Linked DNA regions of Mus musculus: all the other regions are linked to region 1. Evidence: chromatin contacts called from public HiChIP or PLAC-seq and promoter capture Hi-C data. All regions are on one chromosome and are shown on one strand. Each heading gives the region's core, a stretch centred on a gene start, on an enhancer-like site or on the middle of the called end of the contact. The rest is flanking DNA. Distances are from core to core; before and after follow the strand shown. Region 1 holds the start of Epha2 (Eph receptor A2). Region 2 holds the start of Ddi2 (DNA-damage inducible protein 2). Region 3 holds the start of Padi2 (peptidyl arginine deiminase, type II). Region 4 holds the start of Rsc1a1 (regulatory solute carrier protein, family 1, member 1). Region 5 holds the start of Sdhb (succinate dehydrogenase complex, subunit B, iron sulfur (Ip)). Region 6 holds the start of Atp13a2 (ATPase type 13A2). Region 7 holds the start of Tmem82 (transmembrane protein 82).

Region 1 (4,084 bases), core at 718-3,217:
GAGGAGGCTGCACAGCTGTGTCAAGGCTGGAGAGGACACGGATCATATCTGTCCTCAACTCCCCCTAGGGAAGTGCAACCAACTAGGTCACGACCCCACTCCCAACACACACATCCCAACCCCTCACACAGACACAGTGTTCCTGAGGAGTGCGGAGCTTAGACAAGAATTTTCCACAACCACGAGCGATATGCACCCTTTTTTCTCCTCGATCCCATGCAGAACGGGATTAATCGCAAAGGCTGGGGCGAGGCTGACAGATGCACCCAGAGGCACAAGTACAAGATTGTTTGAGGCTTCCCTGGTGGGGGCTCGGGGCGGTGGTCAGGAGCCCCGGGGCGGGGGTCAGGAGCCCGCACAGCAAAGCAAGCAGACGTCTAATCCTCAACTCCGTGGCAGCCCAGGAAGGCCTCTAGCAGTCCCAGCTGTCTTTCCCTGCTCCCCAACCACAGTACCCAGGAAGAGGGAGCCACAAGCTGGATCAGGGAGGGGAGTTAGGATCTCAGAATCCCTGCCCTGTTCACACCTTGGCAAAAGCAACTTTGGCCCTTCCTCGAGACAGGGCCAGGATCTAACACCCCGTTTACCCCTAACTCTCCACCCTTCAAGAGCTCCAGTCTGGCCTTTTACCCTCCCAACGTGGAAGGCGAAAAGAATAAGGAAACTTCTCACCCCAAAGGGTTCCTCTGCGCTTCACCCCCCGACCCCTAGCTGGAGTCGGCAGAAGACTTGCTATGCCCAAAAGCAGAGAAAAGTTTTTGCTGTGGGAAACGGAAGCCAGCTAGCTCCGGCTGGGTAGACAGGAAGATCCTCGGCCAAGGGCAGGGCAGGAATTCCCACCCTCTCGGAGACCCTAGCTGAGGGACAACGCCCCCAAGCACACCCCCGGCTGCGGCCTTGAGCAAAGGCAACCTGTGCGGGCCCCCTCACCTTGCGTGGCTCCAAGACGCTGGGGCGGGGGCAGGTGATTCACTCCCCCACCTCCAGGTGCCTGGGCTCCCCGTGGCCCCGAGATGACGGCTCCACACCGCGGGAAGCCGCAACCCCACCTGCCGCATTTCCTCCTTCTGAGTCACCCCTTGCTCAGAACACTTGACTTTGGGACTTCCTGTACTCGCTCCCAGCCCTTAACCTGTCTCCCGAACCTGGGAGGGCAGCTTGGGAAGGAGGGAAGGTGTGAGTGGCCGGGGCTGACCCCAGGCGCTCCCAATGCTGGCCCAAAGGACCCCAGTGAAAAATCGGATGGGGCGTAGAGAGACTCTTTTGCTTGGTGCAGGGCACCGAGAGGACCCCTCCCCAAAAAGCAGGGCCTGCATCCAAATGCCTTCCGCGAGAAATCGGGGCAGATGATGAGTTAAGTGAACTCGGGTTACTAAGAGGCTGATCGCCGGGAAAACCCTACTGAGCGTCCTTTCCTCTGAGGGACCGAGAGCGCCCTGCGGGGGTCCCGCTCCAGAAGCCGCCACAGGGCTGAAACCGCGTGGCGGGCGCCGCGTCCCCCTTCCCGCGGCCTCCGAGCCCTGCGCGCCCCAGCCGAGATCCCTTAGTTCCAGAGAACCTAGGATCTCAGGGTATGGATCCCCAAGATCGTTCCGGACCGCAGCCCGCGCGCTCTGCCTAACCTTGCGCACTGAGACCCAGCAGCCATAAGTCAGTTTCCAAAGGTGCGTCCCAGAGAGGAGGCTGGGGCGCCCGGGGTCCCATGTCCCGGAGTCCCTGCTAGGCTGCGGCCACCGACCGCGTAGACACTCACCTTCCTTTCCCTGTGCCGCCGCGGCCGCCAGCGCGCAACCCCACAGCAGCGCCAGGCAGAAACCGACTGCCCGGAGCTCCATGCCGCACCCCTCGCTCCCCGCGATCCCTGCTGTCCGCACGCCGGTCTCGGTGCCCCAATCCTGCCCGCCCGCCGACAGAGACAACTTCTACCCTCCTGCTCCAAGTCCTTAATGGAAGTTGGGTGAGAACCCGCTCCTGTTCATTCATGCCCTGCGCTGACGTCACCGAAACCACGCCCTCAGGAATGTCTTTAAAGGGGCCGGACTGACACCCTGACTAGAGGGCGGGGAAGCCAGAGGGAAGTTGGGGTTGGGGGGGAGGTCAGGAATTTGGGGAGGATTGAGGGGGCCAGTGCGTGGGCCTTCGTGTGCAAACCTTGAGGAGATTTCTCATTTCAAAGCGCCACCAGGGTTAGTGTCCAAATATGTGGAATGAATTTGTGCCTACTCTCCCCTTTTGCCCTTGGGCTTCAAGATGTGAATTGTAAATCTGAGAAGTAGAAGCTTCCGTAGCAAAGGGCCTCAAAAAACCAAAAAATAGAAAAAGAAAAAGAACAAGAACAAGAACTCCTGATAACACACACACACACACACACACACACACACAAACACACATACACACTTGCTCCTGAGTCCCCCAGAAGATATGCCACACCCAGGAAGGTCCTCTAAGCTGTGTACCAAGAGTAGTGCCTCTGGGAACATGTCAGACATGCAGGTGTCTTCACTTTAGAGTGGAGGGCTTAAGATAAGGTTCCAAGGTACCCTAGGATACCCAAAGGCTGCACAACTCAACAGTCACAGACAAGTCACAGGACTTGAAGCTGGGCCCTGACCTGCTTTAACCACTTCCATTTGGGGACCCAGCACACACCCTCATGGGTAACTCTTGACCTCTGCCTCTGAACTCCAACAGAACACCCTTGTCCCCTGATCCCTGGGTGACAGAATGAGATTACGTTTTGATACCTTGGGGATGTCTGCCTCCTACCCACCCTTCCTCTGCCAAGGTTCCTCAAATCTGAGTTCATCTCTTCTCTTGGCGTCTAGAGTCAGTGAAACAAACGGATGTGAAGTGAACCAGGCAGCCAGTCCAGTCACCCACAACTGCCTGTTGCTCTGTTACCATTTGGCCAGTGGAAAGGGAACAGCTGTAGCAGGCTTGGTTCTCCGTGGACCTTTCTGCCCACCTCCTAGTCCCTGGCCTTCCTCTCTGTGACTCCCCAGTCCCTGGTCATCCTGGCCCATATTATACAACTCTGGTACCAGGTGCTCCTCCTGGGGTCCTACCCACCAGCTTGGCCTTGGCGCCTGTTTCTGAGAAACGGGTTCAGACATTTCCCCTGGAGGGGGAGAGAAAGGGTTAATTATAGGTGTTGGGGTTAATTAAAGCCTTTGATCAGGGATGGATGATGGGAGAGAAGGCTATGTCTTCTGAGAAGGAGAGTGGCTGGACATGTATGTGTGAGCATGTTTGGATGAAGTACCGGAGCATCTGAGCTGGGTCATAAGGGTTAGTGTATGGGAATCCGTGAGCGACTTGTGTGTTATATCGAGCGTGGACGTGTTGATGTGTATGCAAGTGTGTGCTCCAGTGTGAGAGGACCTGTGTGTACCTGAGTGTGCCACAGGCCTCTCAGCAGCGGGGAGCACAGAGGAGGGGGCAGCAGTCAAAGTCTGGACAAATCAGTCTGCTCCTCTGAGCCTCCCCGTGCTCCCTGGGGACACTAGGGACCTACTTGGAAAAAGCCCGCTGTGAAGATCAAATAAGGTCGCGCATGGAAACCGCACAGACTGGGACTCAGACCCTCGAGTCAAATCTCAGCTGTTATTACGGTTACATGCGGTTCAACAAGAGGAAATCACATCTGGGGAGGCAGGGACTGTGGTGTGCCAAGCAAGGTCCTGCGGACAGGCACGTGCACGTGTATCGAGATGAGTGGAACATGTGTGCAGTGTACACATGGTATGGGTAAGTGTTCTGTTGGATACGCTAGGCTGGGGACCTTGTGGTTTGTGTTGATTTCCTGTCAGTTCCTTTTGTTTTGTTTTGACTTTTTTTTCTTGGTATGTGTGTGTTTGTTGGGTGCCTATGAGGCCAGAAGACTGCATGGGATCCCCTGGAGTTGGAGTTACAGGCAGACAGTGATGAGCCACCGATGTATGTACTTGAAACTGAATTCAAGTTCACCAAAGAACAGGAAACACTCTCAGCTACTGAGCCCTCTCCCCAGCCCCTGGATCTGACTGTTGACAAGGTCTCTAGCCAACCGACTGACTGACCGACAGAGGCAAGGCTAGCCTTGAAT
Region 2 (4,084 bases), core at 1,093-3,592, 420 kb before region 1:
GAGTCAAGGTTGCAAAGAGAGAAGGCAGGGAAAATTTGGTCTGAAATGGGTGAGCGAAAAAACTCCATTGAAATTGGGAAAGAATTGGAGTCGTATGAAAGGCTCTATGTGACTGCTGCTTTCAAACCAGCGTGGTGGCGTATACCTTTAATCCTAGCACTTGGGAGGTAGAAGCAGGTGGGTCTCCCTGAGTTCAAGACCCAGCCTGCTCTACACAATAAATTGCAGGGCTACACAGTGAGACACTCTCTCAAAAAAGGGTTGGGCTGCTAGAGAGATGGCTCAGCAGATAAGAGCACTGGCTGCCCTTCTAGAGGTTAGATCCAATTTAGTTCCCAGCACCCATATGTCAGCTCACAACGGCCATCGACTCCAGACCCAGGGAACCTGACATCCTTTTCCTCCTCACCAGCACTATCCATACTTGTGCTCAGACAAACATGCAGCCAATACACACATACATATAACAGGGTTTCTCTCTGTAGACCAGACTTCCCTGGAACTCATAGAGATCCACCTGCCTCTGCCTCCTCTCAAGTGCTGGGGTTAAAGATGTGCACCGCCACTGCCTGGTTTACAGTTTTAAATTTCTAAAGGAACAATTCATGCCACAATAAACATCTTGGTGCCCACTAACTGTGGAGACGCAATCACAGTGGGGTGATTGGAGTTCACATCCTGTGGGGCATCTGGCATCCTCACAAACCTTACTTAAGTTTCCTAACTCCATTTTGAAAGGCTCTCTAGCTGACATTTTCATTGCAATTTTCTTTTCGTTTGGCACAGCAGCTGGGCTTTCTGTCACGGATGCTTGATTTCAGCCCTGTCCTGTGGTCCCAGCGTCTCCACTTCTGTTTTTGTAAAAGTCTTGCGCCTATGTATTCTGTCTTTTCTGCAAAGTGAAGTTCTTGCAGCATCCACAGCCACCCTGCTTCCCATTTCCTTCCTGTTCTGCTGGAGGAGGCTCCTCGCTCCACGGAGCCAGGAGTGGAAATCCTTGTGCTTGTAGTGATCCTGCAGTCTCTGCTCCTGGATGATGGTGAAATGAACCAATTCAAGACAGATTAGCTCGTCGTAAATGCGGGTTTGTTGGGTTGGGAAGCTTCTGTCAGGAGGACGAATTCACTGGTCCCAAGGAAGGAGAGGAAGGAAGCCATATTAGTCGCCATGGGAAGGGAAAGGAGAAGAGGGAAAAGAAAGAAAGAAAGAAAGAAAGAAAGAAAGAAAGAAAGAAAGAAAGAAAGAGAGAAAGAGAGAAAGAAAGAAAGAGAATGGGGGTGGGGGGGAGAGAGAGACCAATGATATCATATATGATATGATATCTGTATTAAATGCAGAAGAGTCTCTGGGGGAAGGGCAGCTGAGTCCCTGCCAGGTAGGGACAGAGGGATGTCAGGAGAACCTTGAGCCTTTGATTTGTACAATGCATACCTCAGCCCCTAATCCAGGACTGGAAACCAAACACTCCTGAGTGCTGGGATTACAAATGTGGACCACCCTAGTGGGCCCGGGAGATGTTTTCGGATTTTTACCATTCTTGGTATCTACATCTTCTTATGAATTGAGTGGCCACTAAAATAACGACTGTTTCCCAAGTACTGTCTTTTTGTCCTGCTGAGGTTGAGCTTGGTCCTGGTAGGCAAGATGTCAACAAGGTATTTTATCTATACCATTAAAGTAAATTGTTCAGACTGGAACACTTATGATCCAGGCAGGCTTGGAATTTGCCAGCCTTCTGTTCACCCTCCTGAGTAGCTGGGATTACAGGTTTGCGCTACCAGTCCCAGTATACGGAGTAAATTCTAAACCGTACCCAGTAAACGTCCAGTGCTGGATGCAGTCTGAGAGTGAGTTAACTAAGAACTGTGCTGTGTGTGTGTGGCTGCCAGCGCAGCCATGCCAGCCCGCAGGCTGGGATGGGCCTCGAGCACAGCAAAGGATCTGGATTTTCGTCCTACATTCATTACCAAGTCGAAACCGAGTTAATATTACTGAAATGACAACTTCCATTACGAAAACTCTGTTTTAGAAAGATGTGCTTAATTTGTCTTTCAACCATTTTTATGCACACGCCATTCGCACAGTAGGTCCCCGTTGGATGACTAACTGGGACTGGGATCCTGGAATACTCCGGAGCTCAAGCATTAAATCGTGGGGTTCCCCCACCCCGCATCCCCATTCCTCCCTCCAGTCTCCCCAGCCCCGCCCTGCCCCACAGCCTAGCGTCGCGAAGGCTGCCGGCAGCCTGGCGCGCTTTACGGCCGTGGCGTTGCGACGGGGCGGGGCGCCGGGCGGGCGGCCCGCGAGCTTGACGGCAGCGGTGGGAGGCAGGCCGGCAGGCAGGCAGACGGCGTCGCAGGCGGGTGGCGGCGGCCGCGCTGGCTGCCGAGGGCGGGAGCGAGTGAGTCATTGCGCGCGTGTGAGGGAGGAAAGGAGCGAGCGAGCGAGCGAGCGAGCAGCCCGCGCCCGTCGCCCTCCCGCCGCTGCCGCCAGGTCTCCCCAGCCGCCGACTGCCTTCCGCCCAGCGCCCAGGCCGGGCCGAGTCGAGCCGGGTCGGGCCCGGGCCATGCTGCTCACCGTGTACTGTGTGCGGAGGGACCTCTCCGAGGTGACCTTTTCCCTCCAGGTCGACGCCGACTTCGAGCTGCACAACTTCCGCGCGCTGTGCGAGCTCGAGTCCGGCATCCCCGCCGCCGAGAGCCAGGTACGCCGGGGTGCGGCAGCGAGCGGGGGCCTCCGGCCGCTGTGGCCGGGGGCGGGGGGAGCTGGGGGCCGGCGGGGGCCGAGTCCTGCAGCCGCCCGTGGATGCACCCACTGCAGCTAGAGGGGCACGTGCGCGGGCGGGCAGCCCTCCCCACCTTCTGGCCTTCGGGAGCCTGGGTCCTCATCCGGGATCTCCTGACTTTCCGACCAGAAATACCAGTTTGGATCACTGGGAGAACGACGCCTGCCTGGGGTTCGCTTATTTGGACCGCTCCAATATGCGCAGTTTACTACCTGGGAGAATGCAGATTTGCGGTTGAAAGTGAGGGGAAAAAGTTTGAGACTCACTCTGCCATTGACGTCTCTGGAAATGCATACATTTTTGGTTAATTTATTATATATGTATACACACACACACATATATATATGTCATATATTAATTAAAGTAATGGTTAGGTTAACTCAGTCTGTCTGCTTCTCTCAGGCCAAAGCCCTCCTCCTTTCTGGGCCCAGTTTAGTTGGGTCAGTTCAAAGCTCAGTGCTTTCGAAGGATATTAGCTTGAAAATGGCCTACTGTCTGAAGACCCCCGAGGGATTCGGCGGCCAGGAGTTCAGCCTTCTCATGTTTTAACAAGAAAATATATTCTCAAAATGCTTTGGTGTCCTTAGTAGACTTCATCAAACAATAGGTGGACTATTTTGTAACCTTTGCACTAAATCCCTTAAGATTCTAACCAAAGTGGCCCCCGCTGGGTGTAGTCTAAACACCAGAAAATTATAGACAGCTCCCAAGGCCCCAGAATGTAAATCTTGATTTCCTTCTGCAATTATGAAATAGTTCCAAAAACTGTTGCCCAACGACTGCCTGTTCTGTCCTGACTTACGGTAAACTCTGCGTGTCAATATTGTGTTCAGAAGTACCATTCCTTCACACAATGTGAACTTTAGAACCTTGGCATGCAGCTCTTTCTGGAAGGATCTATTTTAGGGAAGGAGGTGTCACTCACATACGCGGTCTGGCAAAAGTTGGGAATAAACAGTTCCCCCAATTTCCACAGAAAAATTAACCCACAAAAACCTAGGACCCCATTCCTGTTGGTCAGCCTCCTCATACAGGTAGCAGGGGCAAGCTAGGACCAGGGAGTTTGGGGGGCTGGGGGAGATTTGACTTTTTAGAGGATTGATTAATTGCTGGTTGTTGTTTGTTTTGTTTTTAAGGCAGGTCTCACTATATAAAACACTGGCTCCCATCTACACTCAGAGATCCCTGTTGACTTTGCCTCCCAAATGTTTGGAGTTAAGGCCTGAGCCATCACAACCAGCTGCTTTTGGTTTTTGTTTGTTTGCTTTGGTTTTTTTTGTTGTTGTTGTTGGGTTTTTT
Region 3 (4,084 bases), core at 1,222-3,721, 390 kb after region 1:
CTGATAAGCCCCCAGCGACCTTCTGTCTCTGCTCCCCACAGAGCACAGGAGCACACAGCCACACCTAGCTTTTTACATGGGAACCTGAGGGTCAAGCTGAGATCCTCACGCTAACAGCGACACATTTACCCTCTAAGTCACTTCTCCAGGTCCACCTTTTCTTTTCTTTTGGTTGTTCTGAGACAGGCAGGGTCTTATTAGGTAGCCCTGTCTGGCCGGGAGGTTGCCGTGGCCTCAAGCTCACAGGGCTCCATCCGTGGACATCCTCTGCCTCTCAGGTGCTGGGTTCAAGGCATGCACCACACACCCAGCTTCCAGTACTAATTACAAGAAATAACTTTTATGAGTGTTTCTTAGAGGTGGGGTGGGAGACAAGGTCTCTCTGTGTAGCCTTGGCTGTCCTGGAACTCACTATGTAGACCAGACTAGTCTTGAATAATACAGCGATCCTCCTGCCTCTGCCTCCCATCCCAGTGCTGGGATTACGGGCTGTTTTTTCTCCTTTTTGAGGTACACATGCATGTGTTGGGGGTATACTGAGACAGGGTCATGCTGTGCGGCCCCAGCTGAGCTGGAACTCACTATGTAGTATGAATGAGCCTTCGGCTTGTGGTCCTCGGACCACAGCTTCTGGTGTGTAGGGATTGCAGGTGTGTACCACCACGTCTGGTTAACTTATTTTTTTAAAGGTAGACTATTACAACATTTGCAATGACAACGGTGGCCTGCGTACAGCTTCCTCTGGGCAGGTTATGGTCTAGGTTGTGCTGACTCTTGGTGTTGGGGAACTCTCTGTGAACTGAGTCCTGGCTGAGGCTAGTGGACACCTGTCCCCTTGCCCTCCACTGTGCTGGGCCTCTCTCTGCTTAGGTGGAGCAAGGACAAGGACTTAGGCACAGACCCCCTTTCTTCCTTAGCCCCCAGCAGAGGCAGCATGCCAGTCTTTCAGAGAGTCCCCACAGTGCCCCGGCAGGCAAGCTGACAGGCATGGTGACAACTGTGGCTTAGGGCCCAGGATCCTGGCTTACCCCTTGGCAATGCCCAGTTCAGAGCAGGGAGTGGGGAGAGATGGGCACCCTCCCAGGCCACTGGCGCCTAGACCACACCCCACCCCTGTGTTATAATCCTGCTTTGGGGTCTATATGAAGGCCCACTGAAGTCCAGGCCCAGGTGAAGTGGAGGCTGGGGCTGAGGCTTAAGGGCTAAAGGAGCAGAGAGGGGCCCCGTCTTAGGCTTGCTGAGACCAGCGGGAACCGGGGCCTCCTGTGAAGTGGCCGAGCAGTGGGAAGGAGCTGGAGAGCGGGCAGAAGAGCATGAGGGGGTGCTTAGGTGGGCTTTGGGAGGCTCGGGAGAGTCAGGCGCTTTAGTGTCAGAATGGTCTGGGAACACGGCCCATAGAGGATGTACAGGCACAGAATCTGGCATGCCCCTCCCTCCAGCATGAAGCCCTTCCTCCCTCGCAAGGCAGAACACTGAGAGTGCTCGGAGCAGATGGTGGCTTCAGTGTGGCCTCTCAGGCTGCTCAGACTACTCCTTCCCCATAGCACCTTTCCTAGGTCCCACACTATACCCTATCAGTTTCTCTGGGTTTGTGGGACACACTCTGCGAGATTCCTTCAGCCTTCTGTCTCAGGTACCCTGACCCCCATCGAGCGAGCGTGTGGGCAGAGAAAATGGGGAAGAAACGGGCCCTGGCTCCCAGGGCCATAGCGGGTGGAAAGTGACCCCTCTCTGATCTCAGGGTGAAGTCAGGAAAGGTATTTGGGGACACAGCTCACAGCCAGTGCCCCGGGACAGGCAACCACCAGCAACCCCCCGGAGGGTGAAATCGGATAAGTACCAGGCCAGATTCCACGTGGGCAGTTCCCCTTTGGACAAGTCAGTCCCCAGCACATCCCAGGCTGTTTCTGCTTGCAGGGGTAGGCAGTCCACTGGTGGAGGAGGCTGGGCTGGGGTGAAAGGTCAGCCAAGAAGGAATGGGGGAGTGAAAGGGGCGTGTTACAGAGAGCCCATGTGTGTTAAAGTCACCCAGGAGAGGGGCTGGAAAGACCAGTCATGAGAAGGCTAGATTTAGGGAGTAGTCTCAGAGAGGAGGCTGTGACAGGGGCTGTAACTGTGTGTCTTAGAGGGGCCTCAGGATTGCATGGAAGTGGATCCTGGCCTGGACTCTCTCTGGATTTCTGAGGATCTCGAATTGAGGGGCAACCTGGATACTGGAGCCAGGTCCAGGGTCTCAAGATTTGTGAAGGGTAGGTGAGAGGGTAACTCTCTCTCGGCTCACCTGTAGACATCGGTCCAGAGCTGCGTGCCCAGCACGTACACCGCCTCCACGCGGCTCCCATACTGCAGCCGCACGGTCCGTTCCCGCAGCATATTTTCCCGTATAGGCGGCTGCATTCCGTGCTGCTCCCAGGAATAAGCACCTGCTGCAGGTAAGCCCTCCGCTGCTGCGCCTGCGCTCGCTGCCGAGCAGCCGGCGGCCTTAAGCAGCAGCCGGGGGCGGGGCGTGGGCGGGGCTTCCCGCCGGACTCCTCTTGGATTGGATCTGCAAACCCGTCCGTCAAGCCTGGCCCCGCCCTCCAAGCCCCTCTGCCCGCAAGTTGTCAATTCCTGTTTTCCGTGTTTGGCTTGTTCATTCTTTTATTCAGTAAATTCCCCTTTCTGGACGCTCCCCCTCACCTCCAGCTCCGAGGGGCAGAAAGTGCGAGCAGGAGTAGCCGAAGGGACAGGGCAGGAGTGAATAGGTGGCAACCAAAGCCAGTCTGGGGCCGGAGAATGCTTCTCAGAGGAAACCCTGAGGCTTCTTAAAGATCTTGGCAACACCAGGGGGTGGAGAGGAGCCTCCTGAACACCTTCTGGAAGCTGGACACCCCCCATATTAGATCCACATTGCCATGAGAAATAGGGAGTGGGGTGGAGTGGGGGGAACTGTGGCCCTGGCAGGGACCAGAATGCTAAGCCCAGGCATGAGAGCGACAGCATGAGCCTGGAATGGGGCTATCTGGGAGTGCATTCTGGCTGCCCCAGACAGCGTTGAGCATACTGAGCTGGAGCCAGTAGTGAAGACCCCGGATGGGGCGTGAGAGGACTGGCGAGGAGAGGACTGATCTGTGTGGTGTTTATGGATGGAGATTTGGGTGGCTCCCGGTGGCTGGGAGGATGTGCCTGGTTGAAGGACAATGGGCTGACGGGGCAGAGGATTAGGGCTCCAGCCTGCGACACCAAAAGACGTGCCAAGGTAGAGGTCAATGTATGGTCCTGAAGGCCAAGGTGCACCGTGACATCTAGTGGCAGGGTGGGGTCTGAAGCACTCTGAACCCCACCCTCAGGCCCTTTCTTTCTGAACTCAACCCTGGGGCTATGCAATTTGAGGAAGTGGCTTTTTCGTTAAGGGAATGGAGACTGAAGGGCGGGTGGAGGGGTGAATGTTGGAGAGGGAGGGGGACTGAAGGGAGCCCCAGCAAAGGGCACACTGAATTAAACGCATTGCTCATAGGTATGCCCAGGCACGCCCAGCGGCCCTCGACTCCATCCTTCTCCTCCAGATGCCCAAATTAGGAGATGGTAAAGACCCCAGCTGTTCCTGGGTATCAGGGATCTAGGAGGAATGTGGGTGGAGAAGCAGAGAGCCAGAATCTCAGCCAGAGGGGTCACTGTCTCCTGAAAGGCTTGGGGTTCAGATCCTGGGAGAAGCTGCTAACTTCTGATTGGTCCCTGGGAGAGCGTTCTCCAATCAGGAGGCAGCTTGTGGGAAAGAATCCAAGAGGCACCAGACTGGGAACCCCTGCCCTGCTAAGGTGGGCTCGGGTCTGAGGACCCCTCTGCAGGCAAGCAAGAGTTCCCACCTCCAACACGGGCAGAACGGTCCTGTATGTCACTCACTCCTTCCATGTCTCCTGTCAAGCAAGTGAGTCCCAGCAGAGCCAGGGTTGTGCGATCAGGCAAAGGCTGTGGTTACCCAGCTGGGCAGAAACGACGGCGGTGTGTGGTGCACTCATTAGTTACGTGGTTTCTGTGCCCCACACTGCCCCCAAATGATACTTCCCAAAGCATTAGAATTAAATTATTTTATCTTTCCAGGAAC
Region 4 (4,084 bases), core at 650-3,149, 380 kb before region 1:
GTGTGAAGACAGCTACAGTGTATTTACATAAAATAATAAATAAATCTTTAAAAAAAAAAAAAAAAAAAAAAGAAGTTAGTCACGCCGGGCGTGGTGGCGCACACCTTTGCCTTTAATCCCAGCACTCTGGAGGCAGAGGCAGGCGGATTTCTGAGTTCTAGGACAGCCAGGGCTACACAGAGAAACCCTGAAAAAAAAAGAAGTTAGTCACTACCTTGAGGGGGTGCCACTGGCCTTTGAGCCCAGCATTTGCTCTTGAGTTCAAGGCCAGCCTGGTCTACAAAGTGAGTTCCAGTATAGCCAAAGAAACTCTTTCTCATAAAACAAACAGAAAGAACAACATAGGCTACAGGAGATCCCATCTCAACCACAAAAAGGAAAAGCTGACAACTTCCAGCAGGCCCATCCTCTCTCTCATGCAGCTCAGCGGGGTCTGATGAATTAATTAGTGATGTTAGCATCATAACTGCACTCTGTGTGACCTCACCAGTGGAAAACCAGCACTCACACTGATGTTAGTGTTCAGCACAAAGCATCTGAATTGAATTTAATAACCCAGGAACCAATATTTCCAGGGTTGATAGCAATCTATGCCTTTTAATTAAAGATATTTTTGGTGGTTAGAGGCTGGTTTTTAATAGTGCCAGAGGAGTTGGACCACTGTGGCTTCCGCATCAAGTTTGAAGGGCAATCAAATTCGGGTGGGTGTAAGTTATTGTTGCCTATCAAAGAATGATTACACTCTTCCTCTGCCCTCCTGTGGATTCAGTGACGTGCCTACGCCTGGTCAGTTCTGTTGTGCTGTACGAGGGTACAGCATTGAGAAGCTGGGCGTAATCCTGCATGTTGATCCCAGCACTCACACTAAAGCAGGAAACTCCCACACGTTTCAGGCTGAACAGAGCTCGTTAGAGAGCTAGAGATGTAGTTGGATTAGCAGAAGGCCTCCTGGCATATGTAAGATGAGGTTGGTTTGGTCCAGAGCACTACAGAAATTTGAGAACAGTAATGCATACCCATAGCTCTGACACTGGGAGCCATCGTCCTTATACATGAAGTCAAGAGTACAGGAAATGTGGAGGCCTCAAGTATGAATGCACAGTGGTTGAACAGATAAATAAAATTCTGTCTGCTTCATTTTTTGTTTTGTTCTTTGAATTGGGTGCTTAGTTTTACCATGGTTTTTGAAAAGCTTGGCTAGAAATAAAATCCACTGTTTACTTGTCTGTCTTCTAGAGCTCTCCAGGCATGTAAACCCCACCTCTCTTGGTTGCCCTGCTCTCTTGCCAGCGTGCTTGCTTTTGGACACCTGTGCTTACACTTGAAACATGAACAGCGAACTGGAGCCAACAGTGGTGGCCCATGCTGTAACCCCAGTGCTTAGGAGGCTGACGCACAAGGATTGCTGATAATTAAAGGCTTATCTGGCTTTACTATAGTGAGTTGGCCAGCCTAGGCTACAGAGTGAGAACCTATTGGGTTTTGTTTGTTTGTTTGTTGTTGTTTTAAAGAGGGGAAAAAGCCTTGTCATGAGAATCATCCTGTGAAGATGCAAAAAATCACCAGAAATAAAGTGACTGCTTGGTGTGGTGATGCGCTCCCATAGCCCAGCACTGCAGAAGCCAGGCAGGCGCCTCTCAGCTTACGGCCAGCTCTGCTGTGCAGTGAGAGCCTTTCTGGAGTGAATAAATACATCAATAAGTATCTTTTAAGTGTGAGCACTGACCCATCCATTGTGAAGTGCACGCTAATAGTGCTTTCTTTACATATGGAATTTTAATGTTTATTAAGCACACACCCATTTCAGCTTCAGTGACAGATGCTACCTTGCCACCATGAGAAAGATTCTTGTATTTTTTTTTTTTTTAGCATATTTGCAAGAGAGACCTAAATTAAAAGGCCTGCTTTTATTCTATTGAGGATTCAACTCTGATAAGTTAGTGGTCTGCTAGCTAATCTTTTTCTCTTTTCTCTTTATTACAGAGAAAAGCAGTAAAGAATCTACCTCACTGGGAATGTCATCATTGCCGACTTCAGATGGGTTTGACCATCCAGCTCCTTCAGGGCAGAGTCCTGAGGTTGGTAGCCCGACGAGTCTCGCTCGCTCTGTTTCTGCTTCCGTCTGCGCCATCAAGCCCGGTGACCCCAATAGCATTGAATCTCTAGCTATGGAGGCTACGAAGGCTTCAGCTGAATTCCAGACAAACTCTAAGAAAACAGACCCTCCTCCTCTGCAGGTTCTTCCTGACCTTGCTTCCTCAGCAGAGCAGAGTCTAGCCATGCCTTTCCATAAGTCATCAAAAGAAGCCGTTGTTGCAGGTAATCTGGAGAAATCTGTTGAGAAAGGAACCCAGGGCCTCAGAGTGTATCTCCACACAAGACAGGACGCTAGTTTAACTCTCACAACTACTGGGATGCGGGAGCCACAGATATTTGCGGAGGAAAAGAGTTGGCATCCAGAAAATCAGACCCCAAGTCCCGTGAACGGCCTTCAGCAGCACAGAGAAACAGGGAGTGTACAGCGAGAGGCTGGACAGCAGAGTGTTCCACAGGACCAGGGCTGTCTTTGTGACGCAGAAGACCTTGAGCTTCATGAAGAAGTTGTCAGTTTGGAAGCTCTGAGGAAAGGTGAGCTACAAAGACACGCTCATCTTCCCAGTGCAGAGAAGGGTCTTCCAGCTTCAGGACTCTGTAGCTGTCCATGCTCAGAAGCCCTGATGGAAGTAGATACAGCTGAACAGTCTCTGGTTGCTATGTGCAGCTCAACAGGCAGGCAGGATGCCGTCATCAAGAGCCCTAGTGTAGCACATCTCGCTTCAGATAATCCCACTATGGAAGTGGAGACATTACAGTCTAACCCGTCCTGTGAGCCTGTGGAACATTCCATCTTGACTCGGGAATTGCAGCTCCCAGAAGATAATGTTGACATGTCTACAATGGATAACAAAGATGACAATTCCTCTTCCCTTCTAAGTGGCCACGGTCAGCCCTCTGTGGAATCAGCAGAAGAATTTTGTTCATCTGTCACAGTGGCCTTGAAAGAACTCCATGAGCTTTTGGTCATTAGCTGTAAGCCAGCTTCAGAAGAGTCACCTGAGCATGTTACCTGTCAGTCAGAGATAGGAGCTGAGAGCCAACCAAGTGTTTCAGACCTTTCAGGAAGAAGGGTCCAAAGTGTGCATTTGACCCCTAGTGACCAGTACTCACAAGGCTCCTGTCACCAGGCCACCTCTGAATCAGGAAAGACAGAAATCGTAGGAACTGCCCCTTGTGCTGCGGTAGAAGATGAAGCATCCACTAGCTTTGAAGGTCTGGGTGATGGCTTGTCACCTGACCGAGAAGATGTCCGCAGATCAACAGAGTCAGCCAGGAAGAGCTGTTCTGTCGCCATAACCTCAGCTAAACTGTCTGAGCAGTTGCCCTGCACCTCAGGGGTAGAAATAGCACCTGAACTTGCAGCAAGTGAGGGTGCCCACAGTCAGCCTTCAGAGCATGTGCATAATCCAGGCCCAGACAGGCCGGAGACCAGCAGTGTCTGCCCTGGAGCTGGGTTGCCCCGTAGTGGATTGGACCAACCTCCCACACAGTCCTTGTCCACCCCCTCCGTTCTTCCACCGTTCATCTTTCCTGCTGCAGATGTTGACAGGATTCTTGGTGCCGGCTTCACTCTGCAGGAAGCGCTCGGGGCTCTGCATCGAGTTGGTGGGAATGCAGACCTTGCCCTTCTTGTTTTGTTAGCAAAGAACATTGTAGTCCCAACATAATTGTGGGAAGTGGGCTAGGCCACACGTCATTCCTTTTGAAAAAGCCCTTTTCACACAAATATACTACACACACACACACACAATGTGTAGAAAATCTGCAAGCAAAATGTTGAGCCAGATTTTTTTTTTGCCGGCCAAAGTAATTTATGATCTTTTGTCTGAATTTGTCTATTCTACTTGTTAACATTTGGGCCTTTTAAATGTATTGGCAGTGTGTGCATACAAAGCTTTTTATTCTCATGACGATGATGTATTCTGGAATAAAGCAGATGGTTTTGTGTATAGCATACCATTTTAGAATGAGTGAGTGCTTTGAAAGC
Region 5 (4,084 bases), core at 966-3,465, 340 kb after region 1:
TGCAGCTAAACTCCCACAGGCAGGACTGCAGTCCAGAGGTGCACATCACAGGACTGAGAACCAGAACTGAGGATGGCGCTGTTTGAGCACAAATATGCATTCCCACAGACAGGAGGCCTCTGGAAAGTAGGCAAAGGCCTCTCCTGAAATCCTACCAGAGTCCGACCTTTGAAGCCAGCCTCTTCTACACTCAGAAAGCCCAGCCTGAGCCTGAGAAGTCACCCCTTACAGCAGGGCTCTTACAACTCAACTGCTGCCTCAGCAACGAGGAAAGAGGCTGAAGAACAAGGTCACCAAGAACCATTAACTGGACAACCTATCATGTGGCTCCTCCCCCAAACCGACACACCCCCTTTGTTAGCCACTGATTGCTGCAGCTCTTCAACTAGGGGTGGGGCCTTGTGAAATTTCTCCCATTCCCCTTGGCACGGACTGGTGTTGTGATTATTCATCCCATGTTCTCAGCCCTAAACTCGTCATGCATAAGGAACACTAAATGCACTTAAGAGATTGTGTATGTATATATTTAGCAATGATAATTAAAGAAGTCATGAGTGTGAAAGGGAGGGGAGGCATGGGAGGAGAGAGGGGGTGGAAATTATTTAAATACAGTACTCATGCATAACATTCTCAACAACAAAAACAGAATCATTAACTGAATATCTGGGACACCAGCCTGAGGCTCTGGTAAGGCACTGTCTGTTTTTGTTGAGACAGGGTCCCAAGTAGCCCAGGTTGGCCTTGGATTCCGTGTGGGGCTGAGGATGTCCTTAAACTCCTGATCTTGCTGCATCAGCCTTTGGAGTGCTGGTGTGATAGGTGTGCATGCAAAGGGATGCACAAGTCGGGTGGTGGTGGTGGCTCACACCTTTAATCCCAGCACCCAGAAGGCTGAAGCCGGAGAATCTCTGAGTTCCAGGCCAGCCAGGGTTGCATAAAGACACTGTCCGAAAAGTCAAAACCTAACCAAAACAACACTAAAATTATCACAGGGTGGAGATTCATCTTAGCACTTTGGAAGGAGCAGAGTTCAGTTCCCTGCACGCATATGGCGGCTGATAACCACCTGTGACTCCAGTTCAGGAAATACAGCTCTCTTTTCTCCACGGGCACATGGTGCATATACATGAAAGCACACACTCATACACACACACACAAATCTAAAAAAAAAAAAAAAAAAAACCAACAAAACCCCCCAAAACAAAATGGGAGTTCCTGTTGTCCGCCTGTGAAGGACTATCCAGAAGCCCAGAGGAGGACTGAATGGTATCTGTAAAGTAAGGAGAGGCAGTTTTTCTCGCCTTTCTAAATGCTTCTACTGTGCAGCTCCCGAGGATACAGGGCGTGTGGGGAGACCTATGACAGAGCTACTACAGAATTATTAACAAAAGCAGCTCCAGGCTCTGCCTGTCATCCCATGCCAGCGGTATGAGATCAGTGCCGCTACACACCCCTGAATAAGCACGCTTCAGGGAACCGGGTCTTGCCTGCAGACTTCCACAGTACGGATCTTTCAAGGGGTCGGGGTCGCTTTCTTTCATGTCTCCCTTCCTCTGCGGGTCAAGTGCATTGCCTTGCAGAGTCCACCGCCCTCCGACCTGACCGATCCAGACCAGCCTAACCTGGAGGTGCGACCTGGCCTCCCGGGTCCCACCCCAGACACCCCGCAGGCCTCCCTTTCACACAAGCCTGGCGGAGTACAACTAGCAGGATTTGATTCTGGGTCCCGACCACAGGTCGCTCATCCTATGACCTTGACCTCTCCCTGTCCTCCTCCCAGACCTCTGTCTTTCTGTTCTCTCTTCCAACCTCCTCCCGGCCGCGCCTCTCTCTCCGGTGATGGAGAAGCGCGGAATGGCTGTCTGAAAGGATGCTCAAGAGCAGGATGCCGGGTTAAGTCCTCCCCCGAGGCCTGGACCCGGGCTCCTTCCGCCTCTCCGCGGCCTCTCTACCCAGGCAGCCTCGGTGACGGGCACGGCTCCCCACTGAACCACGGCTCCCGGGCTCACCTGCAGGCCGACTCTGCCGAGAACGGCAGCCGGGAAGCCGCGCTTCAAGGAGACCCCGACCGTCGCCGCCATTTTGGCTCCTGACGTCAGCCCCACCCCTTCCCCTCCGGCATCCCGTCGAACACCGCGGTGGGAAGCCGGCCTCTCACCCTGAGGACCGCTAGCCGCCTAAGCGCCAACGAGTGGAAGGCCGCTTCCGGTTTCTCCGAGCCAATGTACAGGAAGTGCGTGTGTGCAGCAGCGGCCCGTAGGGCGCATGCCCACTGGGCTTCCTATGTTCCTAAGGTGACCTCTGGAGTCTGAGGGGCGGGAGAGGGAAGGGTAGCGTGGAGGGGCGGGGCAGAGGCCAGGAGGGCGGGGCTTTCCTATTCTGCTGGTGGCTGTGATTTTTAACCCTTCTCTACTTGCAGTGGTGTCTGTCAATCACCTGTGACTCTTGTCTGGTCAGCTTTGTGCTAAATCTAGAGAACCTGTCAGTCCCTACCTGATTGGGACACTTGTTAAGTGACTGAAGTGATCAAAAGATGAACGTCACGTCGGTACAGAAGTTGCATGCCCGGCATATGGAGACAGTAGGAGAACCAAGCTCACCCTCCGCTACTTAATGAGGTCGAGTCCATCTGGGATACTTGAGACCCTGCCTCAAAACACACAAAACCAAAACCAAAGCAGCCAGAAAGGGTACCTAGTATGTGGCTGGTGCCAGCCTCTGGAATGCTGTGGTAAGTGAGCGAGCTGCTCACCTAATTCCTCTCTAACCCCAAGGAAGATGACAATAGGAAAGATGGGTGATGTAGCTTATAGGCTGTCCACCAAGGACCCACAGGCTGTCCACTGTCCCCAACTTCAGATCTTCCTACAGGTAAAGAACTGCAGAGAGCTGGGATTACAGCTGTGTGCCACCATGCCTGTGTGTGCTGAACAAGCCTTCTACTAACCGACCTGTGTCCTCAGATTTCGTCAGTTTCCTTAGTCACCTGAGCTGCTTTTTTTTTCTGGCACTTCTAGACAGGGTTTCTCTGTGTAGCCCTGACTGTCCTGGAACTCACTTTGTAGACCAGACTGGACTTGAACTCAGAAATCCGCCTGCCTTTGCCTTCCAAGTGCTGGGATTAAAGGCATGCGCCACCACTGTCCAGCCTTTCTGACACCTTTTATGGGTTCTCTCAGAGCCCCCCACCCTCTGACTGGGGATTTGACCACCTTGGGCAGGCGTGATCTTGGTATCCCAAGTCACTTGGTCTCTTGGGGCACCCAGTGACTTTGCTGGTCCTTGTTACCAGAGGAAGGATTTGATTTCTTTCCGCTCACCTTTGGCAGAGGAGGGCACTGTTTATAGTCTTGGGTTTCCTCACGCTGGCTCTTTTAGAAGACACTGGAGAAATTACCATGACAGGAGGAATGGCTAGATGGGGCCAAGTTTCTGGGAACTCACCCTGAATCTGGCTTCTCTGCCAGGTAGCCTCATTAAAGGGGGTGTGGAGAGGCCTGAACCCCTGGGGGTTACCTTGATCGCCCCCTCAAGGCCATGTGACCATTGACAAGTCCTTCGCCACTTTTTGACTTATAGCGTCCTTGCCTGAATCACTAGGGGTTGTGGCAGCTGAGTTAAGATTCTATGACTGGTGTGGTTGTCTTGCGCAACAGATGGTAAGGTGGCCTTGGCTTCTCAGGGGCCCTGGCTCAGCACTGGGTAGGTTCTTCTAGACTACCCAAGGGACCACCATCAGGGCCACCCAAATCGGCCAAGGTTGTAGGAAGGCTGTCATTTTCTTTGTAACTCCTCCAGGGTGTCAACAGGCAGTATTTCTAGAGAACTGGCCCCCTTAGCCATTTTTAGCCACCATGTCAAAGACAGACACCACTGCTACATGAATGGCCACCCAGGTCACCTTGGAAAAAGCATTGAGCAGCCAGCAAAACTGAGACCTTGATTTATTGGAGGGGCCCTTGGTGCCAGTGTGCCCACACACCCTGCAGTCACATCATTCCTGGGCGTCATGGGGATTTGGGGAGCTTAATGTTATGGAAGGATAATAAATTCCTGGGTGGCTCCACCTCCGCCCTGAGCTTTG
Region 6 (4,084 bases), core at 943-3,442, 310 kb after region 1:
AGAGCGTCCATAAGGGCCACACCCAGTGATGCACTGTCTGGCAGGGGCACAGGCCATCTTCAAAGCACTTGGATAGGCTTAGCCACTGATCACCCATCAAGGGATAGTGTCCCAGGACTCACTGGTAAGGCAACCTCAAAAGCTGGCTTGCTCAGGCTGTGGGCATTGGGGGATGGAAACTCTAAGCTCTCGAGCTCTCCGGAGTCACAGCCCAGGCAGCCAGAGGGCCTCTCCCACAGCAGTGGCAACATTGTAGTTCACCCAGCGAGGGAGGAACTAATGAAATGTTCTTGGTCAGAGACCGGGAACCCAGCTGTGAAGAGTCAGGTCCTGAATCGTATGACCTCAAATGGGGAAGCTGGCTATGATGAACAGGGCCTTTAATTCACCCTCACAGCCTCGAGAAAAGCGCAGAGTAGGAGACTCATTTAAAATGGGGGAGGGGTGGTGGTACAGCAGGCAAAGGCCCTGGCTGCACAAACCTCATGACCTGAGTTCCAAGCAGGGAGTCGGGGTGGAAAAGTCCTCGGACTGACACACACAGGCTGGGACAAAAGTATGTGTGCACAGGAAATAGTAATAAAAATGATCACAGATTTAAAATGAGAGCTAGGTTTAGTGGCCCATGACTGTAATACCAGCACTGAAGACATGCAAACAGGATTAGTCCAAGGTCATCCACGACTAAGTATTGGATTTGAGGCCAGCCTGGGCTACATGACACCCCAATCTCAAACAATAAAAATAATAGGGGCTGGAGAGTTACCTCAGCAGTTAAGAGTACAGTCAGCTCTCCTAGAGGACATGAGTTTGCTTTTCAGCATTCACAACCTTCTGTAATCCCCTCAAAGCCACACACACACATACACACACAAACATTTTAAAAACAAATCTTTAAAAGATTAAATAATATAATGCAAAGATTGCACCGGGTGTGGTGGCACATGCCTTTAATCCCAGCACTGGGGAGGCAGAGGCAGGCGGATTTCTGAGTTCGAGGCCAGCCTGGTCTACAAAGTGAGTTCCAGAACAGCCAGGGCTACAGAGAGAAACCCTATCTCAAAAAACAAAACAACAACAACAACAACAACAACAAAATTACAATATAGCTCCAGTAGAGCAAAAGGTCCAGGTTTGACACCCTTCTCAGCACTCAGCCAGAAACCCAAACACAAAGCCCAAGAAAAGGCAGGCCAAGAATGAAAGACCAACATAAAGACACGCATGGCAGAGACGAGGCTTGAGCCCAGTTCCCAGCCCTGGGGCAGCCACACCAGCACCGTAGAGCTGAGGGGTGGGAGTCAAAGCCATTTGGGAACCTCTTATTTCCTGCGGAAGACCCAGCTTCCGGCTGCTAATCTATCAGTGGCCCAGGGCACCAGCATCTACTTCTGGTGGCTCCCCCATGGCCATGAGCTCATGGCTTCCCTCAAGCTGGGAGGGTGTGCGCCTAGGAGGTCTTTATGTAGATTCTAGGTGCTATGCTAGACGCTAGAGACTTTGCTCAAGTGCAGAGTCAGGGGTCTGGTGCATAAGGGGAAGACGTTGTTCTTATCACAAGTTGAATTGTAGCCCCCTATTGTTTTCCATTCCTCACCTAAGACACTGTCGGATGGAAGTTGGGGACTGGGCTAGACAGAGACATGCTAGCACCCGGAGGTTAGCAGACCATCTGCATCTGGTGGGATTTTGGTTTCAGCCTAAGACACTCATTCTGGCATGGGGGGGGGGCATGCAGGATATGGTCCTTGGATGTGGCCACTGGCAAGCTTTCTGTGTAGGTCAGGAGTGCATTTGTGCCTCGGCAGAGAGCTGGCTTCCCTAATCCTGTTCATGTAGCACATATGGGTGCTGCACAGAGGACCCACGGCGGTGCACCGCGTCCATCACTGGGACCTGTCACTCAGGGTCGAATGCATTCAGAGGGGATGGGGAGGGCAGGAACCCCCGGCCCTAGGGTGAGCGCAGCGGCAACCTAAATCTGTCTCTGGGGGCCTGGGGATGAGACCCGAAGGGAGGGCCGGGCCGCCGCTCACCTGCGCTCATTTCGGCTCCTCGCGCTCATCGCCGGCCGCTGTGGCCCGCGGCCTGGGCTCGGCGTGCGAGGCCCCGGGGCACGGTCGGGGGGCGCCGGTTGCGGCGATCCGCGGAGGGGCCGGGCTGGGCAGCACCTGCAAGACGCGACGGCGACTGGAACTGTGCCGCAGTCTGCGGCCGTCAAGCCCCGCCCCTCCACGGCGCCTGCGTCCGTCGCTGCCGCGCGGGCTGCCGGGACTTGTAGTTCCCAGTCTGGCCTCTGTCCGGAGCTCGCTGAGATCTTGATGCTGTGGGCAGCGTGGGTGGAGGCGCGAGTCGGGGGATGGGGAGAGGAGGGAAGAGATGGGAAGCAAGGGAATGTGGACGGGACAGTCCCCAGACAAAAGAGATAGACGGAAAAGGACAGGCTGCGAGACAGGTAGGCAGACATACAGGCAGACAGAGGGCGATGCTGGGAAGACACAAGTGGACCGGCTTGACAGAAAGGGGCGGGGGGGGGGGCACCAGGCAGACAACAGACAAAGAGGTAGAGAGGTGACAGACAAACAAACAGAAAGGAACGTTGGGACACCCCATTGGAACAGCCTCCATATAGAACAACAATAATACAGGAAACAGGCGGACAGACAAACATCAAATAGGCAGGCAGAGTGGGAGGGAGAGGTTGGAAGACACAGGTGGGACAGTCTCCAGACAGAACAGACAAACGGAAAACCGATATGCTGGGAGACAGGACAGACAAAAAGACAGGCACACGGATAGGCTGCTGGCAGACAAACAGGGGGGCCATACTGGGAGACAGAGGTGGAAGAGGAGAAAGTGTCCTGTCCGCGACCACAGCCTCAGGCGCACCCCTCAGCACTGCACCTTACGCGTGCAGGTTCAAGCCTGCCCCTGTCTCTTCCAGGCTGTGTGACTGTAGATGTGTAAGCTAACCTCCCTGGGTCTCCTTTTCTTCAAAACAAAACAAAACAGCACTATTAATTCTAATTGTGTGTGTGTGTGTGTGTGTGTGTGTGTGTGTGTGTGTGTGTGTGTGTGTGTGTGTGGTGGTGGTGGTGGTGCATGTATGCACAATAGCACATCAGAGAACAGTCTTCAAGAGTCAGTCATATTCTTTCTGTGGGTGCCTAGGAATTGACCTTAAGTCCCCAGCAAACACCTTTACCCCCTGAGCCATATTACTGGGTTTGGACCTATTTTTTTTTTTTAAATTTTATTTCTTTTCACGTGCCTTGGTGTTTGACTGCATGCGTGTCTGTGTGAGGGTGTTGGATCCTCTGGAACTGGCGTTACAGGCAGCTATGAGCTGCCATGTGGGTGCTGGGAATTGAACCCAGGATCTTTGGAAGAGCCACTCATGCTCTTTTTTTTTTTTTTTTTTTGGTTTTTCGATACAGGGTTTCTCTGTATCTTCTTGGCTGTCCTGGAACTCACTTTGTAGACCAGGCTGGCCTCGAACTCAGAAATCCACCTGCCTCTGCCTCCCAAGTGCTGGGATTAAAGGCGTACGCCACCACTGCCCGGCTACCGCCCATGCTCTTATCCACTGAGCCATCTCCCCAGCCCCGGGACAGCTTTTTCTGACCTGTACAATGACAAATAGCAGCAGTGACGGCTTGTTGTACGTGCTGCATAAGAGCACTCATCTAAAGCCTGATACTACTGGGTAGATATCAGGAGAAGGTCACACTTGCCATAGACTCCCATGGTCAGATATGGCCAGAAAGGTGCTCCATACAGGTTGGCTGTGATGATGCGCAGGAGGCTAAAGGGAGGTAGGACCTAGCCCAGAAACCCGGAAGCATGGTCCGCACATACCCCTGCACAGGTGAGACAAATAAAGACCCAGGAAAGCCTAGGATACCCATCTACAGCATTCACTACACTATCCCATAGTGACTGACACAGCTAGGGTGTCCCCCGGCCCCAGGATCAATGACCTCTGAACTGAGGCAGAGGGTGTATGAGAGACCTGGAGTAAGCCAGGGAAAGTTGCGGCTGGAATAGTCCTGGGCCCACACCTTCAGCATCACAGTATCCCTGT
Region 7 (4,084 bases), core at 679-3,178, 320 kb before region 1:
TGAAGACCTGTCAACAGGAGGGACCCCTGGCACTCTACAAAGGCCTAGGCCCTGCCTATCTGCGCTTGGGTCCCCACACCATCCTTAGCATGTTCTTCTGGGATGAGCTTCGGAAACTGGTTGCGAGGGCCCAGCACCAGGGCACCTAGACTCAACCCTCATCCCACCACCAAGCCTGCCATCTGGTAGAGGTGATGGCCTGTCAGTGTAAGACTGGCTGCCCAGAGCTAGCTTGAGTCAGGCCCTGCCACAAGCCAGGAGGAGAAGGCAAGGAACAATGGACAACTGGGATCCATTGAGCCCCAGGACCAGTGTGCCCCATGTCACCACCTCTTTATTTCCCTTCTCTCCCCTGGGTTACCATGCCTTAGCTCATGGCCACAGCAATGCCTACATTTAAAGATTCCCATTAGGGGAGCCACTCAGCTGCACTGGCTCCTCAGTCCTCCACCCACTGTGTGACCACATGAGCCTCTCTCAGCATGGGGAAACTGAGGCTGAGGGGAGCCATGTCTCTGGCTGGAGCCACATATGTTTGCCATGACAGAGCCAGGACTGGAGTTCAACTCTGCCTACCCCCATACCATGCTCTCAACGAAGACAAGGCTACATCAGGACTACTGGGCTTCGTGTCCCTCAGAGGCCACTGCATGTGAGACCCTTGTGCCACCAGGGAGTCCTTGGTGTCCCCAGAGTCTGGTTGGCCAAAGCTAGTTATCAAACCAAGTTCTGAAGCTGCCTCAATGGCTTAGCAAAACAAACAACCCTGTTTTCCTACCTTCTGAAGCTGGAAGCGCAGGAAGGTATTGGCGGTGTTGGCGTCTCTCTTTTATTTCAGTTATCTGTGGTGCTGTGGTAGAGCCAGGGCCTGGGCATGCTGGTCACGTGATCTGCCCGTGGTCCACACCACAGCCCAAGGCTGACTTCTCCTGAGACCTCTTTCCTTGACTTTAAAATGAGCAGCTTCCTTTGGTCTTCTCTGAATCTGAGTAAAATCAGCTTTCCTCAGGCTGGGGACATAGATCAGTCGGCAGACTGCCCACCTGATGCCCACGAGGCCCCCCAGGATCCAAATGAACTGGGCATGATGGCCCCTGCCTGTATTCTCAGCCCTGGGGAGGCAGAGGCAGGAGGATCTGGAGTTCGGAGTCATCCTCGGCTCCATAGCAAGTCTGAGGTCAGCCTGGATTCCATGAGAGCCAGAGAGGAGAGAGAGGGAGAGGAGGGGAGAAGGGGGTTGGGGAGGGAGGAAAGGGAGGAAGAGGAGGAGGAGGAAGAGGAGGAGGAGGAGGACAGGGAGATGGAGACCCAGTTCTGTTGAATAGGACCCACACAGGGACTGCATATTACCGAGGGAGCTACCACGGCCTCCCTCTACAGTCCCTGAGGGGCTGGATTAGGGCGTCAGCAGCAGTCTTAGAGCGCTTGAGTCCAGGCTTCCTGTTTGTGTACGTCCGGGGGAGCTCAGGCCTAGGAAAGAGGGTGCCTGTCCATGTGGGTCACGGAGCAGAGCCACTGCAGGGCCAACGACACACTCCGAGCCCTCTCTCCAGACTGCAGGCACGCTCCACCACAGGGACAGGTGTGTAAGGCACCCAGTGGCCTTTCTCCTATGAAAGTGGACACTCGCTCTTGGCCAGGTAGCCTCAACCACCTTCCCCAACCACTTCCCAAGTGAGAAAAATTACTCCAGATGAACACTCCTGAACACTCCAATAAAGTTTTATATTTTGTAAACTTTGGCAATTGCCCTCTGCTTCCCTGTCCCTGCCCCGCCCCGCCCCGCCCCAAACCCTCAATCTCAAGCCTTTTATTTCTAGGAAGGACCCAAAAAGCAGTGCCCGCCCGCCCAGGTGAAGCCTGCCACCTAGTGGACGGAAGGAGAACAGTATGACCCCAAGAAAGACTGCGCTCAACCGGAGTCTTTTTTTTTTTTTTTTTTTTTTCGAGACAGGGTTTCTTTGTGTAGCCCTGGCTATCCTGGAACTCACTCTGTAGACCAGGCTGGCCTCGAACTCAGAAATCCGCCTGCCTCTGCCTCCCGAGTGCTGGGATTAAAGGTGTGCGCCACCACGCCCAGCTTCAACCTAAGTCTTAAGGGGATTCCAAACCCTTCTTTCCCTGTGGCTTGTAGAAGCTAAACTACTAATTTTCAGAAGCCCGAAGAGACAGAGCGCTGCGGGGAGCAGCTCTGCTTTGGGAACTTGAGAGGGCCAAGTCACACTTCAGGTTGAGTGCGGGCCACACCTGAGAGGGGGAAGGCCAGGTGAGCTGGCCGAAGAGGGACTTCCGGAAGGCATGGTGGCCTTGAAGTCTAGCGGGGACAGACCAGAACCAGTTAACTGCTTTGCCCTTGAGACCTGAATGGGAAGCCACCAGCAGCTGCGAGCTGACAGTGCCACTGAATCCAGCAACCTGGAAGATCTAAGGCAGCTGTCTCCCCGGCCCCGCCCCCAGGCCTTTGACCCTTTCCTAGTCCCTCCCCTGTCCTCTAGAGACACCTTTGACCAGTGATATCATTGGGTTTGTCCCAGCGCGGACCCGGTCGGAGGCTGAGGGTTCCTGGAGGCTGCCATGTTCTCCCTGCCTTCCCTCTCCTCCTGGCTCCCCAGCCTCCCTTCCTTTGAGTGGGGTTCCAGTCTCTTCGACAGCCTTCTGCAAGGTGAGCGCCTCTGGGATGCACACCTGCCCCTCCCCGCCACGTCCCTCCCGCGGGTGGGCGGAGTGCAAGGTGGGCCCCACATCCACGTGGGGGTCTCGGCTCCTGGCTGCCCCCTGAGCTCACCCTGCCTCCTCCCCGACAACACTAACGCCCCCCCCCCTTCACCCTCTCCTTTGTCTGGCTCAGGCTTGATCGGGGCCCTTGGAGTCTCGGTTCTCAACAGTCTCCTGAAAGTTTATTTCTTCGTGGCCTGTGTCAAGTGAGTGTCCACGTCGGTCCCACCCACCTTGCCCAGGCAGTTGGTCCCTGAGCGGAGTCTGGTCTCTCTTGGAGAGAGCCGAGAGAGTTGAGCTGGAGCCCTGGCAACTCTCCCACGGGACAGGACCCCGTGATCCTGTCTTTCAGCCGGCACCCATTCTGCCCCCACAGTGACCCCCAGCGGCAGCCCCAAAAGCAGCGGCTGAGCGCGCAATGGGCCTCGTTGGAGATGCTGCATCTGGCTGGTCTGACCCTGTTCCTGACCTTGATAGGGTCCCGGGTAGCCGCCCTCGTCGTCTTGGAGTTCTCGCTCCGGGCTGTGTCCACTCTGCTGTCTCTGGGCAAGGTGAGACGACAGCGTGGGGCCACTCTGGGCCACTTTCATCCTCTGGATTGGGAAATAGAGCCTAGTGACCCCACCCCCACTTTCAGATGGAAACCATAGATTTTAGTTTGTTGCCTGGCAGTACGAGACAGACCCAACACACACACACACACACACACACACACACACACACACACACACACACAATCACACCCGTGTAAATGTCGGTTCTGTGAGCTGGGAGTGTGGATCAGTTGGTAGAGTGCTTGCCTGGCATGCTCACACAAAGCCCTGGATTTGATCCCCTGCACCGTGTAAACCCAGGCCTGGTGACAACCTTGCCTGAAGGATGAGAAGTTCAGGGCCATCCTTGACTATTGGGTCTGGGGCTAGCCTGGAACACATGAGATCCAAAAACAAAAGGCTTGTTCTGCTGAGCTTTTTGACCGGCCCTGGCTAAGTTCCTTTGAGGGCTTTGGCCCATTTTGTCCGGACAGCTGTAATAATTAAGGGTCTTCTTGGATCTCCACCAGTGTGGCAACTGACGCTCAAAGGAGCACACGGTTTGCCTGTGAAGTCGGGTCTTCAAGGCCCAGACCCATCACCCTCTAGCCAACCGGATGAACAAGAGAAACCACCCTCCTGATGCCAGCCTCCCGCCATGTGGCCTACGCTGGGCTCTCTTCCCCTGCAGGGTTCCGGGAACAAGGAAAGGCTCCAGCTTTTCCTGGTGTGTCAGTTCTCCCTGGGCTGTGGGCTAAGCTGTGGCCTGAGCTTCCTCCAGGAAGGTGCCCCACACCGCTCCCTGAACCTGCTGCTGAGCCTGGGGCTGGCTGTAC

What was found. Promoter capture Hi-C pulls out the DNA fragments that hold promoters and counts their contacts. HiChIP or PLAC-seq counts read pairs in DNA pulled down with a chosen protein or histone mark. Capture Hi-C pulls out chosen DNA fragments and counts their contacts.
Region 2: a contact with region 1 is called in a promoter capture Hi-C map of pancreatic islet. The contact joins the promoter of Ddi2 here to the promoter of Epha2 in region 1. A contact is called at or near these places in 2 of 39 promoter capture datasets (liver and pre-B cells), 1 of 115 datasets of contacts at active chromatin or transcription factors (pancreatic cancer cells) and 1 of 9 other capture datasets (pancreatic islet).
Region 3: an H3K4me3 HiChIP or PLAC-seq map of embryonic stem cells shows a contact between it and region 1, with 10 read pairs. The contact joins the promoter of Padi2 here to the promoter of Epha2 in region 1. A contact is called at or near these places in 2 of 115 datasets of contacts at active chromatin or transcription factors (embryonic stem cells and pancreatic cancer cells).
Region 4: a promoter capture Hi-C map of liver shows a contact between it and region 1, with 2.7 times the contacts expected there. The contact joins the promoter of Rsc1a1 here to the promoter of Epha2 in region 1. A contact is called at or near these places in 4 of 39 promoter capture datasets (the C10 cell line, cranial neural crest, frontonasal cranial neural crest and 1 more), 1 of 115 datasets of contacts at active chromatin or transcription factors (embryonic stem cells) and 1 of 9 other capture datasets (pancreatic islet).
Region 5: a contact with region 1 is called in an H3K4me3 HiChIP or PLAC-seq map of embryonic stem cells, with 9 read pairs. The contact joins the promoter of Sdhb here to the promoter of Epha2 in region 1. A contact is called at or near these places in 1 of 39 promoter capture datasets (liver) and 2 of 115 datasets of contacts at active chromatin or transcription factors (embryonic stem cells and pancreatic cancer cells).
Region 6: an HNF4G HiChIP or PLAC-seq map of pancreatic cancer cells shows a contact between it and region 1. The contact joins the promoter of Atp13a2 here to the promoter of Epha2 in region 1. A contact is called at or near these places in 1 of 39 promoter capture datasets (pre-B cells), 1 of 115 datasets of contacts at active chromatin or transcription factors (pancreatic cancer cells) and 1 of 9 other capture datasets (adipose tissue).
Region 7: an H3K27ac HiChIP or PLAC-seq map of microglia shows a contact between it and region 1, with 5 times the contacts expected there. The contact joins the promoter of Tmem82 here to the promoter of Epha2 in region 1. A contact is called at or near these places in 1 of 39 promoter capture datasets (neural stem cells), 1 of 484 Hi-C or Micro-C datasets (embryonic stem cells), 5 of 115 datasets of contacts at active chromatin or transcription factors (embryonic stem cells, hepatocytes, microglia and 1 more) and 4 of 9 other capture datasets (adipose tissue, liver, macrophages and 1 more).

The regions. Positions count from the first base shown.
Region 1 is chr4:141,299,104-141,303,187 of GRCm38.p6, reverse strand. It overlaps Epha2 (Eph receptor A2), which reads right to left and starts at 1,967. Exons shown (of 17, transcript NM_010139.3): 1 at 1,754-1,967. The coding sequence starts at 1,835.
Region 2 is chr4:141,721,677-141,725,760 of GRCm38.p6, reverse strand. It overlaps Ddi2 (DNA-damage inducible protein 2), which reads left to right and starts at 2,342. Exons shown (of 10, transcript NM_001017966.2): 1 at 2,342-2,704. The coding sequence starts at 2,567.
Region 3 is chr4:140,904,747-140,908,830 of GRCm38.p6, reverse strand. It overlaps Padi2 (peptidyl arginine deiminase, type II), which reads right to left and starts at 2,471. Exons shown (of 16, transcript NM_008812.2): 1 at 2,282-2,471. The coding sequence starts at 2,397.
Region 4 is chr4:141,683,531-141,687,614 of GRCm38.p6, reverse strand. Rsc1a1 (regulatory solute carrier protein, family 1, member 1) reads left to right here and starts at 1,899. Exons shown (of 1, transcript NM_023544.5): 1 at 1,899-4,052. The coding sequence starts at 2,016. The coding sequence ends at 3,764. Ddi2 (DNA-damage inducible protein 2) reads left to right here. Exons shown (of 10, transcript NM_001017966.2): 10 at 1,984-4,052.
Region 5 is chr4:140,959,402-140,963,485 of GRCm38.p6, reverse strand. It overlaps Sdhb (succinate dehydrogenase complex, subunit B, iron sulfur (Ip)), which reads right to left and starts at 2,215. Exons shown (of 8, transcript NM_023374.4): 1 at 2,010-2,215. The coding sequence starts at 2,081.
Region 6 is chr4:140,985,029-140,989,112 of GRCm38.p6, reverse strand. It overlaps Atp13a2 (ATPase type 13A2), which reads right to left and starts at 2,192. Exons shown (of 29, transcript NM_029097.3): 1 at 2,037-2,192. The coding sequence starts at 2,046.
Region 7 is chr4:141,616,477-141,620,560 of GRCm38.p6, reverse strand. Tmem82 (transmembrane protein 82) reads left to right here and starts at 1,928. Exons shown (of 6, transcript NM_145987.2): 1 at 1,928-2,662; 2 at 2,849-2,921; 3 at 3,092-3,266; 4 at 3,940-4,084. The coding sequence starts at 2,575. It overlaps Slc25a34 (solute carrier family 25, member 34), which reads left to right. Exons shown (of 5, transcript NM_001013780.1): 5 at 1-1,737. The coding sequence ends at 149.